Regions from separate parts of the Sus scrofa genome. Here region 2 is linked to region 1. A link is a contact called in public Hi-C data. All regions are on one chromosome and are shown on one strand. Each heading gives the region's core, a stretch centred on a gene start, on an enhancer-like site or on the middle of the called end of the contact. The rest is flanking DNA. Distances are from core to core; before and after follow the strand shown. Region 1 has its middle 140 kb from the start of C18H7orf25. Region 2 overlaps GLI3 (transcriptional activator GLI3).

What was found. Hi-C and Micro-C count contacts between places; a contact is called where the count stands out from the background.
Region 2: a Hi-C map of embryonic fibroblasts shows a contact between it and region 1, with 1.6 times the contacts expected there. The contact joins two enhancer-like sites. A contact is called at or near these places in 5 of 47 Hi-C or Micro-C datasets (embryonic fibroblasts, epiblast stem cells, mesenteric adipose tissue and 2 more).

The regions. Positions count from the first base shown.
Region 1 is chr18:52,056,264-52,063,662 of Sscrofa11.1, forward strand. No RefSeq gene overlaps it. Among named protein-coding and RNA genes, the nearest start is that of C18H7orf25, 140 kb to the left of the region's middle. Within about 2 kb of position 2,823, at least 29 of the 83 cell types and tissues checked have an H3K27ac peak or open chromatin away from gene starts, as enhancers often do. A contact at or near this core is called in embryonic fibroblasts, where this site is marked.
Region 2 is chr18:52,497,346-52,504,697 of Sscrofa11.1, forward strand. The region is part of intron 3 of GLI3 (transcriptional activator GLI3); the gene reads left to right. Among named protein-coding and RNA genes, the nearest start is that of GLI3, 98 kb to the left of the region's middle. Within about 2 kb of position 1,991, at least 5 of the 83 cell types and tissues checked have an H3K27ac peak or open chromatin away from gene starts, as enhancers often do. A contact at or near this core is called in embryonic fibroblasts, where this site is marked.

The DNA.
Region 1 (7,399 bases), core at 1,573-4,072:
GCTGCAGCTGCTGGCCTAACCCCACAGCCCCAGCAGCGCAGGGTCTGAGCTGCCTTGGGACCTACGCCGCAGCTTAAGGCAACGGCTCCTTACCCCACTGAGTGGGCCAGGGATCGAACCTGAGTCCTCAGGGATACTGGTCAGGTTCATTACCCCTGAGCCACAAGAGGAACTCCAATGGAGAACATAATTTGCTCTCGTGCAAGAATTTTTAAAAAATCCCTCAAAACTGCTGAGATCATCATCTTCTCCCTTAAAATGTAACATCACAACACAACACGTAGCATGGAGAGGGGGCCTCGTCTTCTCTCACGGAACCACTCCCCATGGGAGTCGGAAACCTTAATAGACGTATTTCAAAACAAAACCTCTTTATTTTGCTCATTTTATCTTAACCTGGTTAAAACTGTGCCGCAAATTGGCACCAGGCCTGGAGCAGCATTTTGCAATTTGCTTATCCTTTCAGAGAAGATTGCTAGATAAAACCTGAGGGTCGTTTCATATTCATTTTTTAATGCCCTGGCATTAATGAACTCAGAAGGACGGGAGCAGCCCTTCCTTGGTCTGTGTGTGTTGTGGGCGTATTTAACACGGCACATGGTGTCTTGCACTGTGTGTCTTCCTCGTATACATACAGGGAGATTAGAGGTGCTTTCAGGCTCTCCCCACTTCTGCAGAGAAGCAGGGTGGGCTCATTTCAACTAATTTGTGTTAGTTGAAGGGGGGCCACTGTCCACACGTGTCCACAGACAACGGGCCACTTATCTCCAGTTTACCCTCAACAGGGAGCCAGAAACTGGGTCTAAATAAACATCGAGTCAAGAAATTATTTTTCCGGAGGTCCCGCTGTGGCGCAGCAGAAACGAATCCGACGAGGAATCATGAGGTTGCAGGTTCGATCCCTGGCCTCGCTCAGTGGGTTAAGGATCCAGCGTTGCCGTGAGCTGTGGTGTAGGTCGCAGACACAGCACAGGTCTGGCGTTGCTGTGGCTCTGGTGTTGGCTGGTGGCTACAGCTCAGATTAGACCCCTAGCCTGGGAACCTCCATATGCTGCAAGTGCAGCCTTAAAAAGGACAAAAGAAAAAAAAATTATGTTTCTTAAGTTTAGTGGATAGACTTTTTATTTATGTATTTATTGAAGTAGAGTTGTTTTACAATGGTGTGTGATTTTCTGCTCTACAGCAAAGTGACTCAGTTATACACACACACACATCATATACATATATTCTTTAAAATTTTTCTGTTCCATTATGGTTCATCTCAGGATGGTGAATATAGTTCCCTGGGCTCTACAGTAGGCCCTTGCTGTTTATCCATGCTGCACATACTGCTTTCATCTGCTAATTCTGCTAATCCCAGCCTCCCACTCCATCCCACTTCCCTCCCTCCCCCTTGGCCACCACAAGACGTGTTCTCCACATCTGTGTGTCTGTTTCTGTTTCATAGAGACGTTCCTTTGTGTCACTTAAAATCTTTTTTAATTGAAATAAGTTGATTTATACTGGTGTGTTCCTTTCTGCTGTGGATGGAATACTTAGAATAAACACAGGAATGATAAAGCTTTGCAACGGAGTCCCTCTGCGTTCTGTTTTTGATTTCTAATGCCAAGAGATACATTATAGTATTTAGGTAAGTTTTTAAAACTTACTGACTTGAAAACTAATCTAGTGGATGGGCGTCGAGAGTCAAAGTTTAGCTGGCAGCACGACCGATGGTTGCTGAGTGTTTTCAAGAGGACAGACCCCAGGCCTTGGTCCAGAAGAGGAGGAATGAGACAAAGAAAATTAAATTGGCTTGTCCCATAAAACAAGGGGGATTCAAAGTTTTCATGGCAGCTTAAAAGGAAGGCAGTACGAGGACTGAGGGGTGAATGGGGAACAGGAAAGAATAGGGCCAGCTGCGTGGAGGGCGGCCGGAGGCGGGGTCAGCCAGGGAGCTGCTTCCTCTGGAGGACCCCGCCGGGAGACTCCCGGGGCCAGGAGGACTGCATGTGCACGAACAGGCAGTTTCCAGCCATCGCTGTACGGCTGTGTGAGTCCTCTCCTTAATTCAGGCTCCTTCGGAAGCCTTGCTAAAACTACCATCTTGTGTGGGTCATAGCTTGCGTGGGAAAATTGCAGAAAAGTACCCCATTTCCACATTTGGTTGGATGCGTCTGCAGTGAGGAAGCAGATGTAAGCAGTGAGAATCTAAGGGGAACAGAAAATTGAACAGAAGGAAGATATTAGCAGAGGGAGGCACTATGAGAAATGGAAAGTCCCAGGGATTCCTGAGAAATACAGGGGGGCGGCTAAGTGAGAGCTGGCTGCACCTCGCTTTTCTTCCAACGTGTTCTTTTAAGATGGAAGACTTGGAAACACCCACACCACTGATTCTTGGGTTGCGCTGCTCATTCATCTGATGTTTCTAGAAATGGCAGCTTCTCCTGACCCGCTGCTGAACCAAATGAGCCATATGTCTTCATCGCTATGGTGTAAACAGAACCCAGAATCCTGTCTCCAACATCCAACAGTCCTGGGAGAAGCTTCCTAGAGTTTTACTCAGCACTCAGAACTTTCTGCAGGAAAGTGGTTATGGTGATAAGACACCTTCAAAATGAACTGGTTCAGTGCTCAAGCCCGTAAAACTATATATTTTTTCCTCCAAAAGTTGTTTTTTTTTTTTTTTTTTTTTTTTTTGAGAAAGCAACATCAAACAAATGTCTGAGATCAAGAACAGGAAATGAGTGATTCAGCAGGCTGGAGTTCACCCAAGGAGCTGTCTTCACAGCTGTAGAGAATAGCTGAGAAAAGTTCCAGGGGAACCGCCTGGTACTGCCTGAAAGCAGTCGGCTGGGAACCACGGAGAATGCTCTGGAGCATGATGGAGGAGCGCTGGAAAGCCCAGCTTAGGCTCCCCAGAAACATGTCAGCCTGGTGCCGCTGCTCCACTTGAATATCCTTTAATCACCTCTGAGTCCACGTTTGGAGGCGGGCCAGGGCGACTCGGGATTTGGGAGGGAGAGAGCCTCCTCCCAGGCGGGAGCATCCAGGTATTTGTTCTGCTCCAAGAGACTGAAGACAATTTACCCTGGAAGCTGGCTTGACTGTGTACAATTCCTAAACCCAAGACAGCGCTGGTTACGGGGGGAGGAATACCCTTTGGGCAGGGCTGGGAGCTCTGTCACCACTGGCTGATTTGTTCTCTCTCTGGAAATAAAGCACACTCAGCAAACCCCCAATGTTATCATCTGATATTGGTATCATCATCAACTTCCCTTTTTTTAAAAAAACTTATTTGACTATAGTTAACTTAAAATGCTGTGTTAGTTTCAGGTGTACAGCAAACTGATTCAATGATGCATATACACACATCCGTTCCTTTTCCCATGTTTTCCCACATGGGTTATTACAGAGTACGCAGTAGATCTCCCTGTGCTCTACAGCAGGTCCTTGCTACTTAACTATTTTATATGCCGTAGTGTGCATAGGTTAATCCCCAAATCCTAACTTATCCGCCCACAAGTTTCCCCTTTGGTAACCACAAATGTGGTTTTGAAGTCTTTGAGCCTGTTTCTGCTTTATAAATAAGTTCTTTTGTATCATTTTTATTAGATTCCACATATGTGTGATCTCATATGATATTTGTCCTTCTCTGAATTTATTATTTTTTTTAGCCAAGTCCCCAGACATGTGGAAATTCCTGTGTCAGGAATGGAACTCACACCACAGCAGCGACCCATCTGTGCCACAGCACTGACAAAGCTGGATCCTTGACGGCTAGGCCACCAGGGAACTCCTATCATCATATTTCTATTTACTCATAGTCTGCTGATTCTGCACACATAACTAACTCTGCTGAGAACCACTTAGGAGGGATTGCTCAGGGCTGCCCAGGTCTGACTGGAGGTCTGCCATTTGATAAAAGGAGTAACCTTCAAATGTTTCTTCTTGACCCCTCTGGGCCTTGATTTCAGCAGAAAGCAAAACCCTTCTACATCCAGTAAGCTTTTCTGGTGCTTAATCTGTCCCACACATCCTTCTCCCACCACTCCCACCTGCACACCCATGGCCGGACGTCCAGGTTTCTGTAGCAACCCTGTCTGGTCTCCCCATCATCAGATTTTTCACACTCCCATTCCCCCCCCCCAGTTTAATTTCTTTCAAACATCATTTTCATCATGTTACTCTCCTGCCCCCAAATCTTCACATCTATTGCTAGTAGATTTACAGTATTAGGCGGATCTTTTGTGGCTCTTACCTGTGTTATTTTGCATTGTATGCATTTCGGCAGCTGCATACCACCTTTGCAAGATGAGCGGGGGGATCCAAGCTGGGCACCTACATGCAGTATGTGCAATAATAATAATAAAACTGTATTTTTCCTGCCATCCAATGCTTCCCTCAAAGGCCCAAGCTGAGGACAAGTTTTGATAAATACTCTACATTCTTATAAGTGTCCATACCAACATGGTCTTACAAATCTCTGTCCCCAAACCCAGATATTCATAAAAAGAGAAGGCTAGAAACTTGAAGGGAATTTGATACAGTGGGGACTTTTTTGTAGTCTGGGGATTGCTCTGATGGCTGGGTGGGGGTGCCAAGCCTTTCTCCTCTCCCAGACCAGGTAAGAGGGCTCGAAGAAAGCCATGTGTGCAAACTTGGGTCGCCTGAAAGAAGGGAAGCCAGCATTTCCCTCTGCCTCGAGATGTTTGCCAGGCTACTGTGTCTGCAGGCCTTCCCTAGGGCCAGCAGCCAGCAGAGAAAACTTTGATGGGAGAATCCTAGGGAGAGTTTTAAGTGTCCCTGAGAGTTTGCAGTGTTTGTGAAAGTGGATAGTAATGCTCATTTCTCACCTGGAGACTCCTGAGGGCAGGAGACTGGATGAAGAGCCTGCAATCACAGCGTGAGAATAAAGCTCAGCCGCTTGGCAAGGGTGCTCGGGTTTCTCCAGGTGCCCAGACATCGAAGGCAGCCTCCAGACTTTTTAGAGTGGCCTTTATGAGGAGGACCCCTTTATGGGCCCCATGCCAACTGTAACCGGCTTTGGGGTTGGGTGGGGCTCCGAGGAGGGACAGGGCCTTGGGGATGGATGCTCAAGAGCAGAGGAGAAGAAAGCTGGAGTGCATGGCACCTGCGTCAGGTCTGCACGGGGCTTCTAGAGAAACAACACATGCAACTCAAGAGAAAGGTAGCCTTAGGCGGACCCACGTTGACCAAAAGCATCAGCAGGAAGGATGAAGTTAAACAAACAACTTTCTTTCTTTTTTTTTTTTTTTTCTTCCCCTGCTTTTTAGGGCTGCACTTGTGGCATATGGAGGTTCCTAGGCTAGAGGTCGAATCAGAGCTGCAGCCGCCGGCCTACGCCACAGCCACAGCAATGCCAGATCCGAGCCGAGTCTGCCACCTACACCACAGCTCACGGCAATGCCGGATCCTTAATCCACTAGAGCGAGGCCAGGGATCGAACCTGCAACCTCATGGTTACTAATCAGATTTGTTTCTGCTGTGCCACAGTGGGAATTCCGATAGCACAGAGAGGCTTTTAATAAAGTATGACAGCTCCATATGCTACTTCTCTGTAACCCAGAGCCAACCAATTGCAACCTATTTTTTTCTCTTAAAAATTTTTTTTAATCGTGGCAAAGTGCACATAGCAGAAAAGTCACCTCTTTACTATTTTAAGTGCACAGTTCAGTGGCATTAAGTAGATTCACATTCACTCTGCTGTATAACCAATTCTGTTTCGTAATTTTATTTTGGTTGCTTCCATGTAAAGGCTTCATTAAATGCTGGCTTTATTTATCACCTGGAGACATTCTCTTTTTTACTTTCCCCTAAAATACTCACCTTAAGTTCATTTATTTGCTAGCTTCTCCTTCAACCCAAATAACTGTGTAACTGTTTCAAAAGTGACTCTACCTCTGCTGTTCATTCTTTAGGAGTTCAACACGTAAACCACCACGTCTTTACTGGGAATGGTAGGAAGCATCTCCCTCGCTGTTTCTTTGAAATGGAAAGTTAAAAGGAGAATTAGAAAACCAGTTTATTTACTGAACGATCGCATAATGACGGAGTAAAGCTTTGGATTGTTTTACTGGAATCCCCAGGTGACCCAAGGTTATAGGCAGAAGGCCAAATTTCTTTGTTTTATTTCTCAGCTTAACTTCGTGAAGGTTTCTAAATAATGTCAGCCCTTTGCAGTGGTGTCACATCTGCCAGGAAGATTCAAGCATGAGAGATGCCATGTGTGCCACCGTGAGAAAGTTATGGCTTTACTGTGTTTAGTGTATTCCAGTCATCCTTCCGGGGAATTTTGGCACCATTTGCACTTGCGTTTCTGCTGCAGAGCCTTATTCTTGGTTCCTGATTTCTATGTTTGCTGGATTTCATGTTCTCCTCTTTTTGGTTAAATCTTTTGTTTTCCTAAGTTATATTCTTTAGTAGCTTTTGTACGAATAGGTGCACGGAAAGACATGTCTTCTAAATCCTTGCATATCTGCGTTTTTATTTTGTGTGTACACTTAATGAATAGTTTGGGTAGTTTTGATGGTTGTTGACTACAATTCATATAACATAAGATTCATCTGTTTAAGTTGTACAGTTCGATGTTTAGCATATTCACAAAGTCATGCAACCACTGTTATAATTTGCGGATATTTTCATTATTGACTTGGTGTTTAACTTTTATGTATTTCTGTGTCCAGTCTCCTTTGTAAATTCTCGGGGACAAGGACTACACATCCAATATCTGGTGTTAAGCCAAAGCAGTTGCTCATTTGTGTATATTCACTAAGAGGAAAGTTAAATGAAAGTCTGGAGACGTCCTTTGAGGGCTCCATGAAGCCAGCAGCCTGTAGGGAAGGCCCATGTGGTGAGCATCTATAGGCAGCCCCTAGGAGCTGGGAGGTGTCTCCAACCAAGAGCCAGTAAGAAGCAGGGATGCCCAGTCTTACCACTGCAAAGAATTGAATTCTGCCAATAAATTTGAGTAATCTTGGAAGAGGATTCTTTCCCAGTAGGGTCTCCAGATGAGAAAACGGGTCAGGTCACATTCTGAGTGCAGTCTGGTTCGATCCACAGAGGAAGACCCAGGTAAGCTATATCTGGAACACTGATCCACAGAAACTGTGAGATAATAAATGTGCACTGCTTTAAGCTACTAAATTTGTGCCACTATGTGACACAGCAATAGGACATCAGCACATCTGACCTCAGCATCTTCTATTGCTCATCCCCTGAGGACTCCACCATCCTGTATGTGGGGCAGCCAGTCTTCACCCAGCCTTTGCCGGCACCAAGAATGGGACCTCATCAGTGGAAGAGAAGAGTCCACGAGATGTTGTTACGGATTTGCTTCCAACTTTTGAGAACATCAATATTCTTCACATGCCTTTGAGGAACAGTAGCCTGAGGGTCT
Region 2 (7,352 bases), core at 741-3,240, 440 kb after region 1:
AGACGCCCCCCCACCCCATCTCATATGTATGTTTTGTTTTCCATTCCAGATGCCCACTAATTAGTGGGGTCCTTAATTGGTCAGGACAGCTGACGAGGACCTCTGTTGGGGGATGACCGTTAACTCTCTCTCGGCGCCGTTCACCTTGCAGCTTGTCCTTGGTCCCTTTGTCCTCACGGTTTGCCTGTGACCCACACGTGCAACCCCCCCCCACCCACCTGCCCTGGCTTCCGGGCCTCCAGTGGGGTAGGACTGAGCATGGAGCCCTGGAGAGCTCTTGGAACCGATCGTTGTCGCTAGGGGACGTCACACCCACGGGGTGGCTGTTCTTCAGTGTTCCCCGCAGTTTGGGGCGAATCTCTAGTAAAACATCACATGGTCCTTTCTAAGCCAGGTGGGTCGTCTGTAACCACATGGCTCTTCGGACCCCGAGTCGCCATGGACTCCCGCACTTGGTTGTGAATAAGTGTTACTGTCACGTGTGATGCGGATGGGGCCCCCTAGGGATTCCCTGGATTGGCTCAGCCATCGGCGCACTCCGGGTCCAGCCTTGCCCCTTCCTGGTGGTGGGACTGTCGCCAGGGAGGCTGTGTCCTCTGCGATCCCCCTCCGGCTGAGGATCCCTTCCCAGCGGTTGACTGGGAGTGAGGAAGACCCAGCCCCATGGCGTCCTTGTGGCCGTGAAGTGACACGATGCCAGGACCGTCTCTAGTGCAACCTCCGGCCTATGGTGGGGGCCTCGCGGTCGCTGCAGGGGCTCTTCCTCCCCCTCCTCCGGGTCTCCCTCCCTCCTCCTCCTTCCATTCTGTCGGGAGCATCCTCCCTCCCTGTCATCACCGCCCTCGGTACCTGACCAGGTCATGCTCCAGACCGTGGTCTTTTTTATCCGCGTGGCTCTTGCGTTTGGTTCGTGTGGCCTGGCGTTTCTCCGCCAGACCTGCCTGCCTTCCTGCCTCCCTGAGACCAGCGTCTTCTACAAACCCAGATGAGACACGGAGCGGCCTGGAACCCTTAGGGAGCGGGCGCGCAGTGAGAATGGGGTGCCTTGGCCTTGCGAGCATAGCCCTTCCTTCTTGAACCTTCGTGGGCGGACTCTAATTTTTCCCTGGTGGGGGAGTTAAGAAACGTTAAAGCTTTTACCTGAGTTTGAGATGTTTTCCCGTTTTCACACTCCTAGCAGAAAGTGTTTTCTGTGCCAGATATAAACTTAATACACGTGGGAAAGTAAAAGGTACGAAAAATAAAAGGTACGGTGTCACATATTCATGTTATTTATTTATTTGGTCTTTTTAGGGCCACCCCTGCGGCCTATGGAGGTTCCCAGGCTATGGGTTGATTCAGAGCTGCAGCTGCCAGCCTACGCCACAGCCACAGCCACGCCAGATCCAAGCCATGTCTGTCACCTACACCACAGCTCACGGCTACCCTGGATCCTTAACCCACTGAGCGAGGCTGGGGATCGAATCCTCATCCTCATGGATGTTAGTTGGGTTCATTACCGCTGAGCCACATGGGAACTCCCTTGTTAAATAATTTAAAGATGTCTTAAACTAAGCCTCAAGAAGTCAGTGAGAGGGGACTTTCCTTTTTCTAGAACCCCACTGGGGTGGTTACTTAATCATCTACCAGCATAACAAGTGCTTTTTTTAGGTACTTTGTGATAATCTCTATCGACCCTGTGCGGATCTATTCATCCAGGTAAATGACTCATGTGACGCTGGTGCGGGCATCTCCTCTAAGAGTTTTTCAGCGTATGTGCAGAAAGGCCTCGCTTGTTAACGTGAGGTGTTGACGTTTGACCACGTTTTGCGACCTTGTCTCAGTCGGCAGGCGTGTCAAGGACGCAAGTTCATGGCAGCCCTTCAGTAGCTCCAGGTTCAGACCCGTCTTTATAAGGCCACTTCCCTTTCATCTGAGTCATCTGCCAGCCCCACCAGAGAGTTGGAGAGGAAGGACTTTCTAAGCCCGGGGAGCTGGGCATGTGAACTCGCACTGTAATTCCTGCGTTTCTCTGTGGTCGGAAAGTGCAGACTTTTCCAAGACGCCTAATTTGTGCTTCTATATATACTGACTTTGTATTTCTAACGTGTGGGCAGGCTTCCTGTAAGACCGGAAAAGGGAAAATCGCTTTTCTCCTCACAAGGACACATCTGTAAAATGGTGATTGCACAAGACTTTATGATCCTTGGGTCTGCGATGTTGCATCTTCTCAAACGGCACTTAGGCGGGATTCAGAGTGTTTTTGGTTTTGTGGGTTTGACTTAAAAAAAAAAAAGAAAAGCAAAAAGAAAACCCAAGGGTAGCGGGCACTTCAAACGTTTGCAACATGTGTTCGGAATAAAATCCTCATGGGGCATTGCGGGGGGCTTCGCTTGGGAAGGGTGGCTGTGGATAAGCTGTATATCAAGGCAGAAAAGTGGACGTGCAAGCTGCCTGGCTCAGACGTGGGCTGGTGCTGACAGGCTGGCGGCTGCACCATCACTGGCGCATTATAATTGGGGAGCACATGGGAGGGGCCGGGTTGGAGGGACCTGCCCTCCTTGTACTGGAGTCAGAAGGACCCCCTCCAGGCTCCTCCTGCCCAAAGATTTCTCAGCAGTTGTATTCCGCTCCTGCTTCATCTGCAGCCAGATCTTGCAAACCACCCTCAGCCCCTGCGTTCACTTAACCACCCTGCATTTATTCTTTTATAAACTCACAAGGCAGGTGACACAATAGTTAAAGCATCCCTGAATCCTGGCCGACACTTAACTTTTCTTCTCTTCCCTGTTACAGAAAACATGTGTTTCACTCTCTTCCGTCCCACTGTGTGGAGTCCAGTTTGCGAACTCTGCCTGCGGGGGGTCCTTGGTGGGGAGTTTCTTGGATTCACCAGCCATGCCGTGTAGACCTCCTGCTGGTTTTGTTAAGGGGGCGGGGGGTGGGGCGTGAGAGAGACGCCCTTGTTTTCTAAAATTTCAGATCTTTTTTACAGTTTTCGAGTTGTGTGAAGACTGCTTTCCTTCTGCCCCCAGCGGCTCCCAAGCCTTAATTCCTCCTGGAAAATATGATTCATTCTTCCGTGCAAATGCTTTGATTGAAAACATACTGCTGGTATGCTTCCTTATGTGTCCCAGTGCAGATGACAGAACTATTAGTTGCTAATTAGCAAAACCTGAGGAATTAGCTTAAAGAAAAGAAACTGAATTTTTAATTGGCTTGCGTTTATCTTCTGCGGAAAAAGCTGATGTGATGAGTCCACTTGCATTTTTGTGTGTAAAAAAAAAAAAAGAAACAAGGCACGGAGGGTGTTCGTTCTCCCTGTCTTTATTTTAGGTGACTTTGCACACTCTTTAGAAATACGTCTTCTAACTGAGTGGAAGACAAGAGGTGTATTTTACATATTTAATAGGTGCACCTGCTCACATTTCTCTTACTATTGGAGTGTCATCTGGAGACTGTGAAAGACAGAGATGCCTACGAGGCACAAATGAACAGTTTGGTGTTGACCAAACTGCAAAGGCAGTGACAGTTCCCTGAGCACACAGTTCCGCTCCCATCCAGGCTGTCGTTACCGTCTTTGGAGAACAGTTGATGAGCCAATCGGGAGTGTTGGGTTCGCTTCTTTTTCCCCCTCCTGGAAACTAGATGGTTTAACAGGAAAGAGTGATGTTGGGTCACACTCGGGGGGCTTTGCTAGGTGTCTTGCTTCCTGGGCTGGTCGTCTGGAGTTGTAGCGGGAACTGCGGAGATGCAAGCAGGTCTAGGACGCTTTGCAGAACTGTTCCTTGTGAGCTTAAGGACAGCTCCCCACTCATTCTCGCTTTTCTCTTAGAAATTCGATGTCACGATCCCAACTTTCTTATAACTACCTGGAGGTGATGTTTTAAGACCAGAAACCGTGAGCCACGTCTGTAGATTTTTACAGCACTAGATTGCACGGCAGCTCTGCAGAAAGTGGTAGAAGTTTAGGGATACTTTTTAGGGAGCTCCGGATTCCAAGTCTCCCCACTGAATCTTGACTGCTCTGGGAGTTGATGTGACTGGGATTCTACACACGGGTCTCGGGAGACAGCAAGCGGAACCAGGAGCCCATGGAGACAGAAGCCTGGTGGGATTTGGAAAATGAGTTACTGATTTTATCTGTTGAATTTAGGGGACATACCAGAAGGGACCAGGGAAAAGCTTGAGAGCTACCCGGGAGAGGCGAAGTTACGAAAGGCAAAAGGAACCTGTGCTCTAGAGAAAACCAGGGGGCCATTGGTGCTCTGGCCCCAGCCCTCTCTCCCTCGGTTGCCCAAACAGTGCCCCCTGCTGGCAAGTGTGGCTTGCCACTCAGGCCACCCTGCTCCCACTCAGGTTCTGCTGCAGTCCTTCTTAGCTTTGCTCCTGGCCTTCAGCTCCTATCGATTCTTCAGCCTAAAGACACATTTCCTTGGAAAGACGTCTCTTAAGTCCATCTCCCAAGGACATCTGCCTACCCTGCACTCCAGGTCCGTGTGTAATTCTCACCCTGAAACACATCACAGCCACGTCTTAGCGCTGTCCCTCTGTGTCCGCCAGATCTCCTTTAGGATAAGGCGGCAGTCTGGACCATACTTGGCTGCCCACTAGAGTTCCTAGCCAGGACGGGGAGGGCTCGTTCGTGCCGAGAAGGGGTGAGCTGTTCACATCTTGACCTCGGTCTCCTCGGAGATGAAGTTTGTCCAGAATCTGCCGGTCAGAGGTGGCGACTTATCTGATGTGCTGCCATCTCCTGCTTCCATCTTATAATTTACTCATTGTATGCATCCCCTGACCCAAACTGACTGCCCAGTCCCCTCTGAACGTAGGCAGGGTTTGAAATATTTAGGACCCATTTATACATTTAGAAACTGTTCATTTTTCAAACATCAGGAATATTCGCTTCCACCTACCCACCTTTGAAAACTGCCAGGATTCTCCTACGAGGTGGCTTGTAGTTCTCTGGAGAACATTGGCACTTTACTCCCAGGATTGAGTCCTCATTGCCAACACCGTGGGATGCGCAGAGGAGAGTCAACTCTCCCGTGTGTTCCGAAGCCCGTCTGAGACCGACCAGGTAGGTAGTCCCTCCTCGCTAGGCTGAGCGTGAGCTTTGTTTTCCCCTCCACAGATGTCAGTGGTCTGTCTTCTCCTTAGTAACCTCCAGGCCATTCCCGACTGTCAGTAGCATCTTTCCAGCCCATCCGCGTGCAAGTATGCGTGTGAGCCGAGGTCCTGGGATCTTCCATCGACGTATCGATCGGGATCGCGGATCCGGGTGCCAGAATAGTCCGTGGAATTATTTCCCTTTTTGGATTCGCCCTCCTGCCCAACCAAAGCGGCAGTTTTTTTAGTTTTGCTTATAGTTTCTTTCCCGACCCCTTTCTTCCCTCCTTCCTTGGGAAACAGCCACTCCTGCCTTTTCGCAGCCAGCTGCTAACAGCTTTCCAGCCCATTTTCTAAAAGAGGCAACATTATCCTTGGCTCCCTCCTCCTTTTTCTTGTATAATTAAAGAATGTTACCTTTGATGTCTCTTGAAAGCTGTATCTCCTGCCTCGCTTTAGCTTTCTTGATCTTGTACCTATAAATGTGTGCTGTGTCCTCATACTCCTTAGTAAAAGGGCTGGATTTTTCTCTCGTTGTGCCTTTGCAGAGTTTGGTTTTATTATAGGGTAACCGATCTGGAGTTTTATGGCTCTGCCCTTCCTATGTTCTGATGGAGTTTGGGTTCTTGTAGGACTCTTTGGAAAGTATCCAGCTTTCTCAAGCCTTTTTTCTCTCATGTGTGGGCCTCTGCGTCGAGTCTCTCCTAAAATGCAGGGTTCTTATCTTCTGAATATCTTCCCAGGCTTTTTACGAACCCCAGTGTTTGATGGGTTTCTTCCTCTTAGAACAAAACGAAAAGGTTCTTGAGTTATTTAGCTGTTTGTATTTTTTGTTCACCTGTCAGTCATTTTGCTAGTTAATCACGCTTCCTGGGTCTCTCTTCCGTGCCAGCTGGTGTTGGACAGATAGAACAAGGTCATTGTTTCATGGAGCGTCAGGCCAGTGGGACAGTGAGATGAGCAGATAAGTCCTTGCTGGAAGTTAGCACAAAGGCTGTATTATAAAAGATAGATGCAGCGTTTCTTAGGAGCAGGTTATACACATACCTCACCCAGAGTTGATGAATCCAGAGGGCTTCCTGGAGGAAGTGACATTGGGATACAATCAATGTAGCGAGGTAGAAAGGAACATTTTTGAGGATGAGGCCAAAGGAAAATACGACACTCACGAGGACCTTAGAGGACTCTGGGGTCGAGGGTGGAGCTCAGGTCAGGAAGTAGCAGAAGACGGACTGAGCTGATCCTCTTCTGCATGAGTCCAGGAGTCCAGGGGTTCAGGGCGAGCCCCAAGACCTGCTCATAGCTTTTGAGTATTTAAGCAGATCTTTGGGTAACTATATGTCCCATCACTAGCCCAGAATTTGTGGCAGAGTTTATTTTACTTCACCTCCTCCTCCTGATTTTTTTTTTTTTTAATTGCTTTTTAGGGCCGCACCCATAGCATATGGGAGTTCCCAGACTGGGGTCAAATCGGAGCTGTAGCCACTGGCCTACACCACAGCCACAGCAAAGTGAGATCCAAGCCATGTCTGCAACCTTACACCACAGCTCACGGCAATGCCAGATCCCTGACCCATCGAGCGAGGCCAGGGATGGAACCCGCATCCTTATGGGTTCTAGTCAGGTTAGTTTCCGCTGCTCCACGAAGGGAACGCCTTCTGATTTGCGGTGTGTGTGTCCATCCCCCAGCCCCCTTCCGACCCCTCCGACCAGCTGCTTCTCCCGGGTCCTCAAGTCCGAGCTGCTGCTTCCCCTGCGTCGTGCGTTCTTTCCTGTTGAGGACAACAAAATCCGTTTCTACTTGTTCTCCAAGTGCTGAGCTTTTCTGTTTTTAATAACCCCAAGAATCAGAATGTCTTGGCTTCAAAGTACCAATCCCAAATGTTGGGAAATCAGTGTGGCTTCGTTTCCAACGAATTAAGACGGTTCTGTATCAAGACATGTCTTAACATCAGAATATGAGAGTCACAATAAAACATTTAAAAACCTCGAGTTTTATTTTATTGGAAACCTCAAATCCCCTAACCTCAGGAATTGTGCAAAGGGCCCACGGCAAGGCTGGGGAGAGGGGCCAGAAATAACAAAGTGAAATTCAGCTGGGAAATCCAGTAGCTAATGCCGCTGGGAGAGAATGAGAACAAAGACATCCAGGGGCGGGATAAGCCCACAATCCGGCCTGGACAGAAAGAGTCTTAGGGGAGACGGGGGACCCCTGAGGAGGCGCCTCGTCCTCCCCATGGGGGGCTGCCAGGCTAATCAGCAGG